Linked DNA regions of Mus musculus: all the other regions are linked to region 2. The links are chromatin contacts, called in public HiChIP or PLAC-seq maps. All regions are on one chromosome and are shown on one strand. The core of a region is the stretch at or near the end of the contact, and the rest is flanking DNA. Distances in the headings are between cores, read along the strand shown. Region 1 overlaps Fmn1 (formin 1). Region 2 overlaps Fmn1 (formin 1). Region 3 overlaps Scg5 (secretogranin V).

What was found. HiChIP or PLAC-seq counts read pairs in DNA pulled down with a chosen protein or histone mark.
Region 1: a CTCF HiChIP or PLAC-seq map of the NIH/3T3 cell line shows a contact between it and region 2, with 7 read pairs. The contact joins two enhancer-like sites. A contact is called at or near these places in 1 of 15 datasets of contacts at CTCF or cohesin (the NIH/3T3 cell line) and 1 of 9 other capture datasets (adipose tissue).
Region 3: a contact with region 2 is called in an H3K27ac HiChIP or PLAC-seq map of the NIH/3T3 cell line, with 5 times the contacts expected there. The contact joins two enhancer-like sites. A contact is called at or near these places in 2 of 39 promoter capture datasets (hippocampal neurons and liver), 1 of 15 datasets of contacts at CTCF or cohesin (the NIH/3T3 cell line), 1 of 115 datasets of contacts at active chromatin or transcription factors (the NIH/3T3 cell line) and 2 of 9 other capture datasets (embryonic stem cells and macrophages).

Annotation. Positions count from the first base shown.
Region 1 is chr2:113,418,905-113,423,642 of GRCm38.p6, forward strand. The region is part of intron 2 of Fmn1 (formin 1); the gene reads left to right. Among named protein-coding and RNA genes, the nearest start is that of Gm13963, 30 kb to the left of the region's middle. Within about 2 kb of position 2,022, at least 74 of the 459 cell types and tissues checked have an H3K27ac peak or open chromatin away from gene starts, as enhancers often do. A contact at or near this core is called in the NIH/3T3 cell line, where this site is marked.
Region 2 is chr2:113,584,811-113,589,093 of GRCm38.p6, forward strand. The region is part of intron 10 of Fmn1 (formin 1); the gene reads left to right. Among named protein-coding and RNA genes, the nearest start is that of 4930533B01Rik, 120 kb to the right of the region's middle. Within about 2 kb of position 1,506, at least 27 of the 459 cell types and tissues checked have an H3K27ac peak or open chromatin away from gene starts, as enhancers often do. A contact at or near this core is called in the NIH/3T3 cell line, where this site is marked.
Region 3 is chr2:113,819,451-113,824,058 of GRCm38.p6, forward strand. All of the region lies in intron 2 of Scg5 (secretogranin V), which reads right to left. Among named protein-coding and RNA genes, the nearest start is that of Scg5, 7.3 kb to the right of the region's middle. Within about 2 kb of position 2,036, at least 42 of the 459 cell types and tissues checked have an H3K27ac peak or open chromatin away from gene starts, as enhancers often do. A contact at or near this core is called in the NIH/3T3 cell line, where this site is marked.

The sequences.
Region 1 (4,738 bases), core at 772-3,271, 170 kb before region 2:
GCAGAGCCACCCTAGGGTGCTGTGATTTCTCCATCAGAGACCTCAGTCCACCTGAAACCCATGTTTATATAAGTGTGTCCATTTGTCCATTCTTTCTTTATTCCCTCAATGGCCCTCTTATCAGGTCAACTTCCTAGAGCCATATGAGGATGCAGCAGTTGTTGCTAACCCTTCCATTTATGATCTCCTATAGCCGTGTAGGAAAAGATATATCGGCATGTATGGGTTACATGCTTGATCACTTTCCACCTTATTGTTTGAGATAGAATAGATAGATACTGAAACTGGAGTTCATCTATTAGGCCAGGCTACAGTGAGCTGCAGGGATCTGACTGCATCTGCCCCACCCGTCCAGCACTGCAGCCACAGATGCACACTGTGCTGCATCCAACTCTTTAAGTGGGTACTAGGGGTTGGAACTTGGGTCCTCATACTTATATGGCAGGCCTTTTACACACTGAGCTACCTCCCCAACTTCCTCATTGATTTTTCTTTTAAGGGTACAAATATTAAGACTCAAATTTACACTGTTTTAAAAATAGACACGATCTAACAATTTTCTTTCTTTCTTTTTTTTTTTTTTTTTTGCAAAGAAAATAGTGTCAAGTCTCTTCAGCAAAGTAACACCTTTAGTAATTTACATGAAATTATCCAATCGTTCCTTTACTGTTTTATCCTTTTCAGTAATGCATGCTGTTCTAGATTCTGTGGCAAATTACAGAACTATTTTAGGATTAAATTAGCTGGAAGGCATTGCTGCAGGAATAGACTTTTGTTGCCTGTTGCCCTAGCAATGTGTTCTCATTTCCTTTGCCAGTTGGTTTCTCCGTGGCTTGAGCAAAGCTGAGTCCCTTGAAAAGTCATTCACCCACCCCACCCCATCCCTGGGTGTGAGCAAGCCCGTGGCTTTCCCCAGGAATCGGGTATATTCCTGCCCTTCATCTGTACATTTTCATTTCAAATAAGGGAAGAGAGCATTAATTATTTGGAACTTGTGTTTATCAGCAGACTCACCACTGGCCTATATAATTCTCCTTTGGTTGTGTAACATGTGAGCCCACAATAAAAGCCCGACTCCTGATAGATACATTTGTCTCTACAACACCCATCAGCCCAACCCTTTTCGTTACACTGAAGCATTGCTGACAATCTTGTACTGATTTATGATTTCTCATCAACCTCAGGCTGTAAGATCCCTATTTTCCTATTTACTGTAATTTTTCCCAGTGAATGTTTATCATGAATTTGAATACATTGATAAGTCCTTTTTGGCCAAGAAAGAGAATTCAATTCTGTTCTTAGTATAGTTTTAACTCACTTTATGGATCAGTTGCCTTCATAAAGATTTTGGCTTATGGAATCAATTTTCTTTTAGTACATTGATTTTTTTCTGCTGACATGCAATTTAAATCGGAGCTGTGTTTTCTGGTGCAATAATGGCCTAAAGACATAGCAAAATCACACTGATGATTGCAACAGTCCCCTTGAGGGGACTCAAATATTGGTGTGATGCTAAAAGCAAGCTAATTAATTAAACATGATTAGGACTAGCTTCATGTTTGAGCAAATGGATCCAAGGTGTAATGAAAAGAATCTGTGGTACTTTAGCTGAACAAAACATGTTGACAAGACCCTGAGTTCTCCAATGTCCTCCTACATGAAACTCCTCTTTTGCTTCAATGGTTTGTTGTCCATGTTTGGTTGGTTTGGTTTGGTTTTCTGGATCATATTATACATTGAAGGAGAGAATCAGAAACAACAAAAATACCTAAAAGCAAGTAAAATGAATTTGAGAATATGCCTACTGAACCATTCCTTTGACCATGAGTGTGAACTCCTTATACCTATGTGTTCTGGGAAAGAAAGCATCATATTATTTCCCTTGTTTCTTGAAGACATACACTAAGCCATAAAGGACCCGAAGAGATTTGTGCCAGCGTCAAAGATTGGAATGGTGCAGAGATGGTGATTCATTCTTAGCACTTCGCCACTGGAATTCCTTTAGGGTTAGTCAGGACTCTAGGTAACTTGGGGAGAACAGCTAGCCTTTTGTAAGCTCAGTTACACAAGGATGCCAATTGTAGCTGTTATTCAGATGTGATATTGCTGCCAAATATGTCTGAGGAGGTCTCTGGTCTTGTGCCTTTATTGATTTATTTATTGTGCTTCTCTTTTGTACCAATTGAATCGTCTTCACCTGAGAAAGAAAGTAGTATACTTAACTACATCCCTCCCTTATTTGGGGCTATGTCAATTTCCCGTTCTCTGTCAGAACAGAAGGTGAGAAGGGGTTGATCACTTTGATAGCTCACTGGAGAATGGATGGACCAATCACAGTATCGCTATTATTCTAAATGAGTACCGTGGGTAGCAGACAGCAAGGGCCTATGTGCATTAGTAAATATGAACATGTTAGAAGGCAGGAAATAGATATCATTGCCAGCGCCAATATTTGTCAGAGTTCCTGATGGAAAGTTAAAGAGTAGAGTTAGTAAGTCCAAACTTGAAGGTAGTTTTTAGAGGCTATGTATGAACTGAATGACCTAGTTAAGAAAACAAGTCCAGGTTTATGGGTTTCCAGGAACTAACATGAGTGGGTGGCCCTTAGGAACACTCCTAGGCTTGAAAGGGAAACAAATTTCCATTGTTAGAAAGCTGACAAGAACTGCAGAATAGAAAAGCAGCAATCAGTAGGAGGTATGACTGTGGAAAACAGCAGCCTCAGAGATCTTGTGGGTGCAGTAAGTGTGGAATTACTCAGCCTGTTTCTCCTTTTATTCTCTAGCCTCTTGCTTGTGGTGTTAGAAGTTCTCAGCTAACTGGCAGCCACTGGAACCACAAGCTAACTTGGACAGATAATGTCTGTAAAGATTCTGGCTTGGGACTTCATTGTAGAGTAAGCTGGAAGGCCTGTCTTCCTAGGAACCGCTAATACATTCAGAGCTCTTTCTCTGGAGCTGGTTTTGTTTCTTCAAGATCAGTGTCCAACATATGCCTAACCATAGAGACTGAAAGGTTCCTGGGAGCAAAGCAGGGGAATTCAATAGCAGTGTTCAGAAAGCATATGATCTTTTCTAGGTTAACGATGTGTTCACCGTGTGCAACATTCCCCTAGCCAAAAGAACATTTAGGAGAATTAGGGAGTACCATTCAGTATTGAGCAGGTCTATATATTTCCTATGAATTCCACTTTAATTGTGACCCCAATTTCCTCTACTTTTTCTTGTGATTTTAACACTTGAGGTTAAGTATGTTCTTTAATTTTCAAATAGTTGGTTATACATTCTACATATGTCTGGAAAGAGTACATATTTTCCAATTATTGGGTGGGATATCTTATAACTATTAGATAAAATCTGGTAAGTCTTTGTATCCATTGATTTTGCAGTCTTATTTTTGAGATAGGGTCTCGCTACGTAGCCCAGGCTGTCCTGAACTTACTTAACCTTGAACTCATGGTAATCTTCCTGCTTCAGCTTCCTGAGTGGTGGAGTTCCAGGCACAAGCCACCATTCCTGACTTCACTGATTTTCTGTCAGTCTTTTATGGCAATTAATAAGAGAGTAATATGGAAGTCTCTCCATATAATTTTGAATTTGTATATTTCTCCATCCATTTCTGGTAGTTTTGTTTCACGTACCGGTACCTTTTATTAGGTATCAGTAGTACAAATTTAGGATTGTTATAACTTTGCAATAAAGTGAGTCGCCTTATGTCATTCTTTCCCATTCCTTTTGACTGCCAGCACTCACCATCTTCTCCCTTCTTAGTTCTGATTGGAAGCTTGTGCTAGTGTCCAGCTTCCCCTACCTGATTCAATAGTAGTCCTTTTATCAGTGGTTTTCAGCAAATTTGTTTAGTGCTGGTTTGTTGCGTTTGTCTTGCTTGTGGTTAGTTGAAACATTTTATTCCATGGGTTTCTAACCTTCTTCAAACTTGAAACATTAAAGCTAGTATCTCTTTGAATATTTTCTGTCCAACCCCAATGCTCCTAATTATATTCATGCTAGAATGCTTAAAATGTCAGATAAGTCACCAGGGCTCATTTCATTTTTCCTTTGCAATCCAGAAATCAGCATTTGGCAGAAATCATGGACAGTTGTGTGGCTTACCTCACACACTTCTACTTTCCCAGGGATTAGATTGCTGCTTGCCATTGGACATCAAAAGCTAATTGTTGCCTATAGTCTGTTTTATTGTGTATGGCAGGAGGTTAATGATGGACAGTGGTCTCTGAATTTTGTTCTACTCACTTCTTGTTTTGTCCAGAGCAAGGCTAACTTCCTCCATCACCACTTTTCCATCTTTAAAATCAGGAGACTTTGCGCCTAGCTTACAGGGTCATTGAGAAGATCCCCAGCCACATGTAATATGTGTGTGTGTGTGTGTGTGTGTGTGTGTGTGTGTGTGTGTGTGTGTGTGTGTGTGTATACACAGAATAAATTCCTCATGTCAGACATTACTCAGCCTTAGAACAATCAGTTTGTTGGGAGACTTAATGTAGGTTGCCAGCACAAGGTGAAGGGATGTTGGAAAATGCTGGTGTCCAAGACAGTGATTTGAGAATCTAGCTGTTTCACAAAGACTTCTTTTTGTTTGTTTGTTTGTTTTTTGTTTTTTTGAGACAGGGTTTCTCTGTGTAGCCCTGGCTGTCCTGGAACTCACTTTTTAGACCTGGCTGGCCTTGAACTCCACCTGGCTCTGCCTCCAATTTCTGGGATTAAAGGCATGCACCACC
Region 2 (4,283 bases), core at 256-2,755:
TCTTGTGCCTGATGCTATTTTGAGTGCTTTGTGTTTCTTTCAAGCCTTCTATACCAGGAGAGGCGACTACAGGAAGCAAAGAGGAAACAGAAAATAGATAGAATGTTAACAGGCTACCCCTACAGGCACCCAAGGTTCTGTCTTATACTCTATTCCTAATGTTTGTTACCTCAGTTCTCATAGACATCCAGGCCCAGAAGAATATATTTCTGACTGACTGGTGAGGTAGTTTGTTAGAGATCCTAAGTTTGCCCAACACTGCCAAGCCTCGATGAAAGCTTATGGACCTTGCGGTGGTATCTTCTCACATGGACCCTTGTCCCTTGGTCCTCACAGCCTGAGACTATGTTTAGATTGATTCTGATGGGATTCCACTGCAAGTTTGTCTCATTGCCCTTAGCCATCAGTATCACCAGCCTCCACCCGAGCTGGTGCTGCTCAGCCAGAAGCCATATTTACTTACTGTGAACTCACTCCTGTTACATCACTAATCGTCAAAGGAGAAGTTGACTAATAATGAGATATGAAGACACTGACATGGTCCCTGGTGGTGTCTGGAGATGATAGGGTGTAGCAAACATTTAGGTAGGGTTAGTTATGCCAGATTGTGGGATGAAATGGTAAGCCTGAAGTGGACAACTTTTCCTTGTAAAAGACCAGATACTATTTTCTACTTTGTGGGTCAAAGGATCAGGCATGGCTCCTCAAGTTGGCCACTGGACCATCATGGTTCAAAATCAACCACAGATAATAATATATAAGCAAAGGGGCATAGCTTTATTATTCCCCAATACATTTTATTTAGAATTTGAATTCTAATAAGATTTGAATTTCACATGACAAAAATATTCTACACTTTTTTTTTAACAGCCATTTAAAGTGTGAAAACCATGAGTCACACAAGTACAAATAGCAGGTTGAGTTTGGTCTGTGAGCTCTAATTGATCCACACTCAACCCACTCAGTAAAACCTTCCAGAAGCTGAGCGGGTCTGGTACAATGAACCACTGATGTGAAATGAACATTGTGTGTCTCCAAGAAAGGCATTCCTCTGCCTTTTGTGGTACAACCTCCCAACATAGTTTCTCAGCACTAATTGCCAGGACATAGAATAATAGTGGTAACTAATTAGTGTACTACTTATTATTCCCTTTCCCCCCACAGTGATGGTCTAGCTAGATAAGCATTTTGAAAGTTCGGAGGGCCATTGTGCTGATGCCATGAACACTCACAGCTATTACTGAAGGCAAAGATGCCTGTCATGTGGCAGACTGGGCTCAGTTGGCAGACTGGGCTCTCGGGACTAGCATGGAGAGAGGTAGAGGTCTCCAGACCCACGTACACTTCACCTTTGCTCTCCACCTCTCTGAAGGCAGCTTTTGTCTGATCTGTGCCAGAGTCTGGCTTTCTGACGATTTATTTGCCACTGACTCCCAGTGAGTGGACTATAAGCATGTTTTACATACTGGAAAATATGAATCATGGAGTTTAGCATTTCAGTTTCTTAAGAGCCCTGCAGTGCCCAGTCCTATAAATCACAGCTCTGAGCGGCTGGGCTCATCACTCACCTCATCAACTCTCTTACACCCCAGTGCCAGATTTAGAAAGCCATTTCTCACAGAGGTGTCATCTGCCTGGGACCTGGCTGTCTGAGAGCCACTCCCTCCAGGGATACCCCTTCATATCCTGCCTTGAGATGCTGGTGAGGAGGGATGGAGGCAGCCTGTTGACTGACAAGGCCAAAAGGGGCTGGCCTTGTATGGTCTACAGTGAGGAGAGTATGCGCATCATCTTAGGCTCATTGACAGGGGCCCATAGCTATACTGGTTTGTTCCCTAGAGTACTGGCTACATTGTGAAGTGGCTGTGACCCCTGTGGAACACACGCCATTGATCATACTACCCATCGTTTGGGACCAGATTGGTTTCTTTTCAAAGCCTGGATCACACAGTATCACCATCCCTGTCAGCTGAGTTGCCATTGCGGCTGTAAAAAGCCATACAAAGTGAGCCACAGGCCTTCTCTTGTGCTTACAAGCTGAGCTGTAGTCCTTCCAGGGAAAATAAGCCATACAAAATAAGGAAGGAAAACTCTCTCATTCCTGTTCCCTCTACCCTTTCTGTTATAGAATCTGGAATGTAATTAAAGAGTAGCCCAAAGGGAAATTAATCCATGAATGTTTGTAAATGCGAAGGCCTAGTCGTCAATAGACTGTATCTGGGGGTCTTATTATCCCATCACTTATGAGTAGAACATAAAGCACAAGGGGGCAAGAGGTGGATGCTTATCAGACACTGGGTTTGTGTAGCCTTTGCAATGGGATTTCCTTTTGCTACTTTGCCAGACAAATGAGAAAAGAGATATGTTGCCTTTTCTCGAGGCCTTTGCCTACTTACATTTGTGCTAAAAGTTGCATAAAATCATGTGTTTTCTTTTCTAATATATATATATATATATATATATATATATATATATATATATATGTTTAAAATTTTCAAAATGTTCTCACGCCCAAACCCCACAACTCATCTTGGCCTCCTCCAGCATCATAAGGGAGGGATCATCCACTCAGGGTCTTCCTGCCTTCACATCCCTCTCATCCATCCCCACAGACCCTCTTACCGCCCCCTCGAAAGGTCACAGCAGTGACTCCCAGTTCTCCCAGCCTGAAATCTGCTAATGTTTCCAGATAACCAAGCCACTACTATGGTGATTTGTGTGAAATAAAAATGTAAAAATAATTACTTTTCTGTCTAAAATCCTCCATTTGCTTGGGTGGGGGGGGGGAGTACATTTCTGAATACACAACTCCATTTACTTTCACAAACTTCCTTCCATACATCATGCAGCCTGTCCTGCTCACCTTTCTGGTCCTCAGGTATGTCATGCACAGCATCATGGGTGCTCAGTGACCACAGCCAACATCGATCCCCCGAGCCTATCATTTCTGATCACATCTTTCACACACTTCAGTAATCATCTTGAGTTTGGTTTTTGCGGTATCAAAAGGAGCCCTGTTTAAGCTAAATCCTGTTCCCAGGCCTTATCGTGTACCTGCAAGGGCTTCGCGTATACGGGAAGAACTGGGAGACCATGGCTAATGCATGAAACATCATTAGCCGTGATAAACTCTATACCAAAGCCAAGTCCCTCTATCTGCCATTCCCTCCCAACTCCTTGAGACCTGCGGCTTGAAGATGAGAACCTTCTCAGAGCAAGCCCCGACTGAGGGACAACGAGTTGTTTTTCCTCCAGCATTACCTGCTTCTCCTCTGTTCCTAGTGAATGAACTGAGGCATCGCTCTGTTTGCTCACAAGTGCTGTCTATTGCTGCTTCACTGGTGTAGTCCTTTTAAGCAGGGCATTTACCTAGTCCGGAGATCTAGGTCCTGCTTGGAAGGGATGAAGAGATGACATGATCCATTCTGGGAGGGGAGAAATTCAGAGCCTTTTCTGAAGTAGTTCTCATCATCCAAAGGGGCAAAGCCTTTCAAAATTCATCACAGCACCAAACACTACCAGTCCCCAGAGATGTTTACAACTCACCATTTGTGAAAACTGGTGACAGCTCTGATGTCACTCATGATAAATGACTCCGTTGGTCAATGCTGTACTGTACTTCTGAGGGAAACATTTACAAAGGAAGGTGAATTACTTTCTTCCTGTCCCTGTGCAGTAAGTACTTCTGTATTTCATTCAATGCTATAAGATAGAGTATGATGGAGCCGGGCGTGGTGGCGCACGTCTTTAATCCCAGCACTCAGGAGGCAGAGGCAGACGGATTTCTGAGTTCAAGGCCAGCCTGGTCTACAAAGTGAGTTCCAGGACAGCCAGGGCTACACAGAGAAACCCTGTCTCAACCCCCCCCCCCCAAAAAAAAAATTTAGAGTATGATGATAATTGTGTCTGCAGGTACTGAGCCTGAAGATAAGGGAGGAAGAGTGTTCTACTACAAACCCTCTGTGCTTCATTTCCATAGTATTTTAAAAGACTGAGCTGTAAAGTGATGTCTAGGACCTGGTTGGAGGAGATAAGAAAAACAGCTAATAATAATTTAAAAATGTATTAAGTCCCCAACTTTACCAGGGCCTGGTATTTTACAACTGTAAGTCCAGGACTTGGGAAGCTGATACAGGTGGAATTGAAATTTTGAGGCAGCCTAAACTATAAGTAAGATATAGGTAAGACTTGTCGCAAACAAAAAACAAGCCTACTAAATCACCTCCCCCCCCCCCAAAAAAAAAAAACCTGCAGAAAGAAGAGAATGTAGAGCAAAAACACAA
Region 3 (4,608 bases), core at 786-3,285, 240 kb after region 2:
TTCTTCCAGTGTCAGCTTCCCTAGTTCAATGCCTTGGCCCTGAGAGAACCATTTCTGTAATAATCTATATATAGGACTCTCAGCTTCTAGCCCAGTACACTACAGACATGCAGTAAGCGTCTCACGTCCCTTCCCTACTTCTCTTTCAGGCTCCTTAACCTAGGGCTGCAGGTCAGGATAGGAGATGTTAGATGGGCCTGTTCCTCCTTTTGGCCCTTCCTCAGTTAGCCAGCCCACTTTACTGGAGTGAGGTGCTGAGCAAAAACACAGCCCGCAGCTCCATATCTTTCTTGTGTGTTAGCTTTTCCTATTCCTGTGAGTGGCTCTTGAATAAAGACCAACAGGAGCCTCAGCTAGCATAAAGGAACACAGCAATCAGAACCCGCCACCACCCTCATATTCCACAGCACGGCCATGTTCCTCTGGCCGGAGCCGATCCTTCACAAAGAGGTTCCGATAATGCCCGATTTGTAATTGGTTTACAAAATTCTGAAAGAGCAGTGCATACTGGTTTTGAAACCTATGAAGGACAGAGTTCCTGGAACAACGTAAGAATTTAATTACTTATTGAATGGATACAAGTGGAAATGCATTAATGGGCACTCTGATGGGATGCTGGTTGGTGTAAATGGCCAGAGAGGCCAGCAAGTAGACAGTCTGCTTCCAGTCCAACGCAGGCCAGATTTCTATCTAGTTCATCGGCACACTGGTCTTTCAGCAGCACCTGATGTTCATTTGTGACATGTTTCACTTTTGGAACTCTTGCTGAAGTGGTCATAAAGTCATAAAAGCAAGAAAAGGGAAGGGCAAGTCTGAGAGGGGAAGTTGCGGCTCGCTCATCTTCACGAAGCATTGTTCCTCGCTGCAGCCCTGTGATCCTAACTCCTACGTCACCGCCAACGGGGTACATACAAGGCCAGGGAAACCGATTCCTCCTAGGATTCATAAGCAACGGCTGGGAGCGCTGTGTCTCAGGCCCGAGCGCAGCAGGACACAGGGAACGGGAAGATAGGATCACCTTTCAACTTTGAGCTGTTTGTAACTGGAAATGACTATGGGAGCACAGAGGAAGTCGAGAGCACAGCGGTGCTTTGTGAGATGGAGATGGAGCACGGTGGTGAAGCATTTGCCTAGCAAGGGCAATGACCTGGGCTGGATTCCAGGCATCGCTAAACAAGCAAGCAAACAAAGTGTTCATGTCTCTAGAACACTTTTTACCTTTTTCAAAATACCTTGATCCCCCTTAATTTGGCTGTCACAACAACACTGTGAGATGGACCGGACAGCTTATCGCCATTTTAAGACTGGGAAAGTAAACTGTCAGGTAGTCTTGTAACTTCTCTGAGAATGAACTAGAATAGCCTATCTCAATGTACGCCCTGCTAGCTGTATATATACCATCCTCCTCTCACCTCCCCCACCCCAAACCCCACACGCTTCTCCCTCTGCTAAAACTCACATGGCACACGTTGCACAGTGGCCAATGTGTGCACTCAGGTTTAAAGGCCGTGCCTAACTGTGGTCTGCTAAACCCAGCCTGCTTCACTAACTCTTTATGGACTGCGGTGACCAAGATGTTTGCACCAATTTGTTCCAAGAGGGAAACTTGTCAGAACATTCGCTTCCTGTAGCCTCAGGTCCCTGAAATACCAGCCACCAAAATCACCTGTGGTTTACCATAATGCCTAGACTCATAATCGTTTCTCAACTAAATAGCCCAGGATTATACAAGTCTGCAGGGATAGATGTACTCAGACCTAAAATAGCTGGCTTGCCAACAAACTTAAAAAACCCAAGCCACTGCGGGAAAGCATAAACAGATTCGGTCGTTAGGATGATTATATCAAATAAGACAGTTACAGGAAAGCAGCTCTGCGAACCATAAATGTTACACAAAACTGGGTTACTGCTCTTCCCTTCCCTTTGTGTACGTAATCCACTTTGTCAATTTTCTGTGGAAAATCCTTCATTGCGGCTTTCCAGGTGACTCATGGTGCTTCTTGTTGCCGGGGGTTTTTTTTCCAGATGGTATGAATCAGGTGACATGAGACAGAGTTCTAGTTTAAACACCACGGGCTTTGCACAGATATGGACTTTGCACAGACAATGCCTGACAGGAAAAAACCCCAGGAGCCAAGGTTCTCCAGGAACCAAGACGCCTCCTGGGTTAAGCCCACACTTCAGGAAAGTGCAAGGAGTCTTAGCTGCCAGCTTCGAAGCCGTGCCTTACAAGTAGACGGGAAGGGAGGAATGCTATGCTTAGATTAATTTTTTTCCCTGCTGTACTGGCTGGTTTTGTGTGTCAACTTGACCCAGGCTGGAGTTATCACAGAGAAAGGAGCTTCAGTTGGGGAAGTGCCTCCATGAGATCCAGCTGTGGGACATTTTCTCAATTAGTGATGAAACAGGGAGGGCCCCTTGTGGGTGGGACCATCTCTGGGCTGGTTGTCTTTGGTTCTATAAGAAAGCAAGCTGAGCAAGCCAGGGGAAGCAAGCCAGTAAGTAACATCCCTCCGTGGCCTCTGCAACAGCTCCTGCTTTCTGACCTGCTTGAGTTCCAGTCCTGACTTCCTTTGGTGATGAACAGCAGTATGGAAGTGCAAGCTGAATAAATCCTTTCCTCCCCAACTTGCTTCTTGGTTCATGCGGGAATAGAAACCCTGACTAAGACACCTGCCAAACTCTCGTGTGAACAATATGGAAAGTGGGGTGGGAGAAAAAGGGTTAGAAAAAAAATAAGAGTTTTTTAAACCTCATCAGAATTTAGAGGCAGCAAAGTTCACTGTCCCCACTTGTTCCATTCAGGTTACGGTCACAGAAATGGGCCGAGCGCATGGTTTAAATGCTGCTTCTCCATGAAGGCTGCACACAGCTGGGACTTGGTGTTCGGAAGAATGAGTTAGGCTACAGAGCTCACAAGAAGCTCTAGCTCAGGCCCTGTACCCACAGATGGACACTAGCTGGAATAAGCACTCAGTGTTTATGTCCCCTTAAAAATTATACTGAAGTCTGAACCCCCAATGTGGAGGGGGTGCAACTGTCCTCCATGAATTCTCCGGCCTCTCGGCCATGTCAAGAGTCAGCTAGCCCTGAAGCGTGAAGCAGGCTGTCATCAAACACCTCAGCCGGGGCCTGATCTAGACGGTCAAGAGCTGCGAGCAGTAGACCGAGTCACCTGGGCGGATGAAGACAAGCTGGGCTCCAAATAACTGACTTCTCTAAGTTAGCAGCTGCTAGGCATGAAATTTCACCTTGCTAATTTTGCTGCTTTTCTATGGCCCTCTTTGACCTCTGTGCTTGCTGGTTTTCTGTCACCTTGAGAGATGCTGGAGTTATCTGACAGGAGGGAGACTCAATTGAGCAAAGGCCTCCATAAGATGAGGTTGTAGAACATTTGTGATTGATAGGGAGGGTCCAGCCCATTGCAGGGCTACCCCTGGGCTGGTGGTCCTGGGTTCTCTAAGAAAGCAGGCTGAGTAGGCCATGAGGAGTGAGCCAGTAAGCAGCATCTTTCCATGGTCTCTGCATCAGCTCCTGCCTCCAGGTACAGGCCCTGTTTGAATTCCTGACTTCCTTCAGGGATGGACTACAATGTAGATGTGTAAGCTAACTAAACCCTTTCTTCCCCCAGTTGCTTTTGGTCATGTTTCATTACAGCAGCAGTAATCCTAGCTAAGACAATACCATAAGAAAATCTTATTTATTTGGGGGATGAACCAATACTTTATATTGTTCAATAGTCATGGATAGTGACAATTTCTGCTTATTCTTTGAAGTGCCATAACCTTCTTTACAGCTACTGAGTCTACTACTTGGAATTTGTGATTGTGAGACAAGGCCGCATTATGGACCCAAACCAACCTGGAACTCACTGTCTAAAGTTGGCCACCCTCAAATTTATAATCCTCCTGACTCCACCCAATTTTCCAGTGCTTGGGGTGCCTAGCCCTTTTGTGTCAAGTTCTTCAGAACTTCGTCTTAGGTGCTCTGTCCCCATCAGCAATGTTTGCCTAGACAGCTCATCCACTCGATAGCCTCAGCCACTCCTGTCAAGGAGAGGACTCCAAAATGCCCTCCCCCTACATCTGTCTTGTGTTCCGCATATCCAAAGAACCATCCTCATGCCTTTCCAGACACGCTGGAGAGCCTTAACGACACAATCATTTTCATCTTCCCTAGCCTACCTGCATGTAAAACGTTTTAAGATTTGTATCCAGGCAGCTAATCCACACAGGATATTTAAAATCATTTTCCAAGGTCTTCTTTTTTTTTTTTTTTTACAAGAATTTCAGTTGTGTGAGTGATTTCAAGGCAGCCTCAGAGGGCATAGGAAAAACTGGAGACACCGACGCAGGCAAAGTTATCATTGGTTCCTCTAGAATGGGGAAAACTACAAAGAGACTTTAGAAAAGTTATCTGGGCTAAGAGACAGCCCTCCCTCCCTTCCTTCCTTCTCCCTCCCTCCCTCCCTCCCTCCCTCCCTCCCTCCCTCCCTCCCTCCCTCCCTCCCTCCCTCCCTCCCTATCTCACTTTGTCCCTCCTTTCCACATCCCCTCCTCCTTCTAAATGCAGAAAGAGACTCTCCAGAAACAAAGTGAGACTCCTCTT